Linked DNA regions of Mus musculus: region 1 is linked to region 2. Evidence: chromatin contacts called from public HiChIP or PLAC-seq data. All regions are on one chromosome and are shown on one strand. The core of a region is the stretch at or near the end of the contact, and the rest is flanking DNA. Distances in the headings are between cores, read along the strand shown. Region 1 has its middle 18 kb from the start of Art3. Region 2 overlaps Gm42112 (a long non-coding RNA gene).

Region 1 (2,700 bases), core at 136-2,635, 150 kb before region 2:
AATTTTTTTCTAGGAAGGTAGAGAAATATTCAGCTCAAATTCTCTGTAGCTCAAACTCAGTCAATTTAGGGTTATGGTTAAAAACAAAACAAAACAAAACAAAACAACAACAACAAAACCACCCACAGCTTAACAGAGCAAACCACACAGTAGATTTAACACAGCCAATAAGAGTCTCTTAAGGGCAGGAACAAGCTGGAGACAGCTGACACCAGACAGTGTAAACAGGTACAGTAGATCTAACTCTCAATACCCGTTTATCAGGAGCTGAGGTCATGGCTCAATGCAGCAGATATTTGCCTGGCAGAGATGAGGTCTGGAGTCCACATCCCAGAACCCACATAAAAGCCAGGCCGATGTGACAGAGCTCCCATAGTCCCAGTGCCAGGGCATCCTTAAGGATATCCTCAGGGCAAGCTGGGTAACTAGACCAGCCGGAATTGGCATGCTCTGGGTTCAGCAAGAAAACCCACCTAAACCAATAAAATGGAGGAATTCAGGAAGACGATCGGCATCAACTTCAGCCCTCTGCATGCATATATATGTGTACGCAATGACATGTGAACATGCGAACACACAAAATAAACAGCTTTTTAAATCTCCGATCTCTGGGAGCTGAAAGCTGTCTCTCTCCCTCTCCCTTTCAGACACTAAAGTGAGTCCCTTTAGCACCAGACGTTCAGCACAGCCTGTGTGTGTGAGCTGAGCCGCAGCTGTGACTCTGTCCCTGCTGGCAAGGCAGGGAACCATGACTCATAATGGTTCTCTCAAGCATGGGGTGGTCAGTCAGACAGTGGGGACTACTGCAACGGCCCCTCCTTCCTGTGCGCATGCCCAATGCTGTAATGTCTGGGACAGCACACATCAAACACGAAGTGGTGCTTATAAAATGTGACCCCCTGACAGATCTATTTCAGATACCAGACAGCATAAGCGGAATGCGGGTTTTGAAAACATTTTCTATGTCAAATTATAGGAAGATTAAGCTTAAGTTCAGAAACAACTTTTTTTTTCTTCTTCTTCAAAAATCACCCTCATTTTGGGGTTCTTTTAGGCAACAAAAAAAATGCACATTTTTTTTCTGTGTTTTCGTGGACTTTTGTGTTTTTATGATTTCTTTCTAGTTTCTATTTGTTTCCTTCATTGTGGTCTTACTCAGGGTCTGACAGACACTCTGAACACAGTGTATAGGGTTTTCCTGACTACTGGGTCAGTATTGTAATGTCAGGAAATCACAGTGGTAATGTCTTAACAATAACAAAATTCACTACGCTCTCTAAGATGACTGTGTTGTTATAGAAAAGAACAGCAGGTGTTGTACTGCCATAAGGTTACAGGATCTGCATTTGGCTATCGCTCTCTTCAGTCCCGGCACGTTATTCTGGACTTCTGGCAATCTTTTCCATAGGAGTGAGTCATCCGTCTTCTATAACCTCAAACAGGATCCTGTTACATCACGCTGATTTCTAATAAAAGGAGATGTTAGAGTTTCCATTTCTGGTCCACGTTTCGCAACTGAACTGAAGGAAAGACCTTGGCACTGACATTTGGTGGGGGGGGGGGGGTCCCTGTGCATTTCTGAAACTTACTGAATGGAGAGTTAACGGTATACTTAGGTGACGTGCATTCATCTCTTTAGATCCGGAAACTATGCAGGGAATTTTGGGACTCAATCATAGAGCCTACAGATACATTAGGCAAGCGTTCTACCTCTGAGCTGCACCCTCAGCCCTGGTGTTTTAAAGTCAACAAGTCATCTCGAAGCATTGCTAAAGCTCACATGGACCACACTGTGTGGCTAAGTTTTTATTGTCAACTTGACACTGCCTAATGCGACCTGGTAAGAGGGAAACCCTAACTGAAGAACTGCATCCATCAGACTGCCTTGTGGTCAGGTCTGTCTTGATTCCTGGCTCATGTGAGGAGGGCCCACCCCACTGTGGGCAGAACTATTCCTCAGAAGTCTTGGGATGTGTGTTGAAGTGAGCGAGAAGCAAGGCAGTGGGGAGGAGAAACAGTATTCTTCCACAGTCCTGCTTCAGGGCCTGCTTGAGCTCCTGCCCTGGCTTCCCTCAATGTCAGACTGTGACCTATAAGCGGAAATAAGCCCTTTTCCTCCCAGGTTCTTCCAGTCATAGTGTTTTATTACAGGAACAGAAAGCTCAGTAGACCACACAGATAATACTTTAAAAAAAAAAAAAAAAGACAGAAATTAGACTCATTTCCTGGGATATTCCTTTAAATTCAATGGGAAACTTTTAAGTAGGTGGCCAATATAGTCCAACTTGAGAAATAACAACAAAAGAGGCCGATAGCACTGGGAGGACAGAACGTGGCGTTTAGGAGGCTGGAGGGATGGCTCAGTGGTTAAGAGAACAAACTGCTCTTCTAGAGGACCCGAGTTCAGTTCTCAGCACTCATAGTGGGGGCTCGGGACCACCTGGAACGTCAGCTCTGTGAAGCAAAATCATGGTTCCTGCTGTTGTCCTTCACCCTGAGCTACTTTAGAGTGAGCATCGCGGCAGCCAGGACACACGAAACATGCAATGCGTGCACTCACTAGGTCCTCCCGTCCAGTATGGCAGTTAATAAGCACCTATGAGCACCAAGTCTTTGGCATGCGATTGGTCCAATTTGAACACTTAATCAAAAAATAAATAAAATCTCACTTTATTTATTGTTCATTAGGCAATAGATTTT
Region 2 (2,782 bases), core at 156-2,655:
TTCCAGACCTCCCCCAGCAAGTTTCCAGCCCCCACACATCTCTATAGTAATGGAATGTCCATAGAGATGGACCCAACACATTAACATAGAGGTCACCTACCCAGAATTCCCTAATATGCTTTAAATCAAGCCTGGCTCACTTGGTTGTCTCTCTATTCTGGTAATGAGAGGCCCCAGCATGCTGGACTTCTGCAGAATAAGACATCCTTTGCGTTTACATACTATTTGAGTCTGAGGTATCATTCTTCGAATCTGACCCTTACAAAAGCACCTAATCTCATTAAGCAAAGGTTCCCTTGCCTGGGAAGAGGCTATCATAAACTATCTTCCAGGGAAGTCAGGAAGGTTGTTAAAGTAAATTACTATGCGAACAAGGTCCAGGGAAGGATCCCTAAGCATCGCTGGCTAGGGCCCATGAGTGACCTTAACCTTTAGCTTTGCAAACATAAGCAAAATGACTTCTTTTTTTACATCTGTCTATCCTAAAGAAAGCCAGAGCTTTAGCTGACCAGAAGCGGCCAGTGAAGGCAAGCAAGCATGCTAACTAGAGAAGTTCTGGGGGTTAGACCAAGCAATGCAACTTGATTGCCCTTCTTTGTCTGATTCAGTGGTTCTCAATCACAGAGAACTTTAAAAAATGCCAGGACTTGAGTGTTATCTAGACTGAGTAGCTCAGAATCTCTTCAAATATGTCCTGGGCACAAGAATTGTAAATGATGCCGGGCAGTGGTGGTGCACGCCTTTAATCCCAGCACTTGGGAGGCCGAGGCAGGTGGATTTCTGAGTTCGAGGCCAGCCTGGTCTACAAAGTGAGTTCCAGGACAGCCAGGGCTACACAGAGAAACCCTGTCTCGAAAAAAGCAAAAGACAAACAAACAAACAAACAGAATTGTAAATGATATCACAAACGCTGGTTCTACCCATTAGGCAATATAATCGACTATGTGATTGCTCTTTGGTCGATGTAGTTCAGAGGCATTAAGATCCGGCTTGGTTAAATCCATTCTTTTTATTTTTAAATGTGACCATATATGTTTAGACTAAGCTGATCCTTTAGCTTCCAAGTGTTGGGATTCAGGTATGGGACACACACGCACGCACAAGCACACATGCACACACACACACACACACACACACGCTCACACTTAGCTCATTCTCGTATGAGCAGTTTTCAGTGTCTGGATGTGCTCTCCGGGTGTTCTGGAAGGGCAGGCTCTGGTCAGTTGTTCATCTTTGTACCTATCTGGTCGCAGCTGACCTGCCAGTTGCTGACTCAAGAGCCAGTTCATTTCAGATGTCTCCAGTGGAATTTTCCAGTGTGTGTCTGTGCCCTCTGTGGGCTGTATCCCGCCTGGTTACACTAGGTTTTGGCTTTGGTAAAGCTCTTAGCTTCCTCTGTAATTGATGTAGACCCCAGCCCAGCTCCTGAGTCACACACACTCCAGGCCAGGGGCTTTTGGCTCATACACTTGAGTCATGCAGAGCTCTTGAACCTGGGAGCCTTGGCGCCAGCAGGGAGTCTGGCCACACCCCAACACCCTGCCCAGAGCTTTGCAATTTCAGCTTCCTTTTTGGTGACTCTATCTGCTCCAGAGTGTTTCAAATGAGGACTATGTTGAGCTGGACTATACAAAAGCCTTGTGCAAGAGAATAGAGTTTCTAGAGAGATAGACACTGTGAAAGTCCAGACTTGTCAAGGCTCTACCCGCTACACAAGTCTTGGGAAGCTAAAGAGAGAAGTATTTCTCATTTTATCCAAGGGTTACTTTTCTTCAAGGCACACCCTCAAATTCGACAGACACCTGGGTGAGACGTTTTCACCCAGACGGAAGCTCAAAGGGTCCCTTTGCATCCCTGCAACCTTGAGTAAAATGCCTTGACCATTCCCTTGACTGGATCCTGAGGTGTGTGATAAGAGCCACTTCCTCAATTCCTGGCAAGCTTGGAGGAGTTGAGGCATGAAGTAATTGGGTAAGCGATGCAGAGCTGTGAGCCTCAGCTGTGTTAATCACGCTCAGAAGTCCCCTAGCCTGGAACTTGCCTGTGACTCACCCGCAGGACTTGTTTCCAGGTCTGATTAGGGTTCAGTTTGGGAAATGAAAATGTTCTCAAGATGATTTTTGCACACACATAAACAAAAACAAAACCCTAAATACATTTAATGCCGCTGAAGTGTAAACTTTAAAGTGATAGACATCATACTACATCTACCTTATGGGCATAAAAACATTTTAACAGCTCAGTAGCATTTCTAGGAAGCCCCCTGGTGAAAGTGCTAGTGCTTACTCAGAGGTCATGTTTGAGACTCGCCTTGCCTGCCAATGACGACCCTCAACCATCAGACTGAGCTCCCGAGTGTAAAGGTTCCGTGTGGCTGGCTGGTCTCTGGGATCTCCATAGCAACAGTCCACAGCACTACACCACCACCATCTAGATTGAATGCAAATCTCTCCTGCCTTCAGCGTCTTGCTGCTGGGCGCCAGTGCTTTGCATCAAAGCAGGGGCATCTCTTTATTTAGGCAAGTAAATAGAATTTAGTTGCAGGCTCTTTTTCTTTCGTTTTTTTTTTTTTTTTTTATGTATATGAGTACACTGTAGCTGTCTTCAGACACATCAGAAGAGGGGACCTTGGATTCCATCACAGATGAGCCACCATGTCGGGCTGAATCCTGTGGTTATTCTCCGGGTCCGTTCTGCCGCCACACAGACTAATGGAAGTCTAATCTGAACCCTGCGGCTCTGCTCATAGTGGGTTTTGGTACTCCGATAGCTTGGCCCTTCC

The links. HiChIP or PLAC-seq counts read pairs in DNA pulled down with a chosen protein or histone mark.
Region 1: an HNF4G HiChIP or PLAC-seq map of pancreatic cancer cells shows a contact between it and region 2. The contact joins two enhancer-like sites. A contact is called at or near these places in 2 of 39 promoter capture datasets (embryonic stem cells and pre-B cells), 6 of 115 datasets of contacts at active chromatin or transcription factors (bone marrow-derived macrophages, effector CD8 T cells, intestinal villus epithelium and 3 more) and 2 of 9 other capture datasets (adipose tissue and liver).

Annotation. Positions count from the first base shown.
Region 1 is chr5:92,367,331-92,370,030 of GRCm38.p6, reverse strand. It overlaps a transcript of Art3 not described here. Among named protein-coding and RNA genes, the nearest start is that of Art3, 18 kb to the left of the region's middle. Within about 2 kb of position 1,385, at least 64 of the 459 cell types and tissues checked have an H3K27ac peak or open chromatin away from gene starts, as enhancers often do. A contact at or near this core is called in pancreatic cancer cells, where this site is marked.
Region 2 is chr5:92,219,179-92,221,960 of GRCm38.p6, reverse strand. All of the region lies in intron 1 of Gm42112 (a long non-coding RNA gene), which reads right to left. Among named protein-coding and RNA genes, the nearest start is that of Gm42112, 4.0 kb to the right of the region's middle. Within about 2 kb of position 1,405, at least 67 of the 459 cell types and tissues checked have an H3K27ac peak or open chromatin away from gene starts, as enhancers often do. A contact at or near this core is called in pancreatic cancer cells, where this site is marked.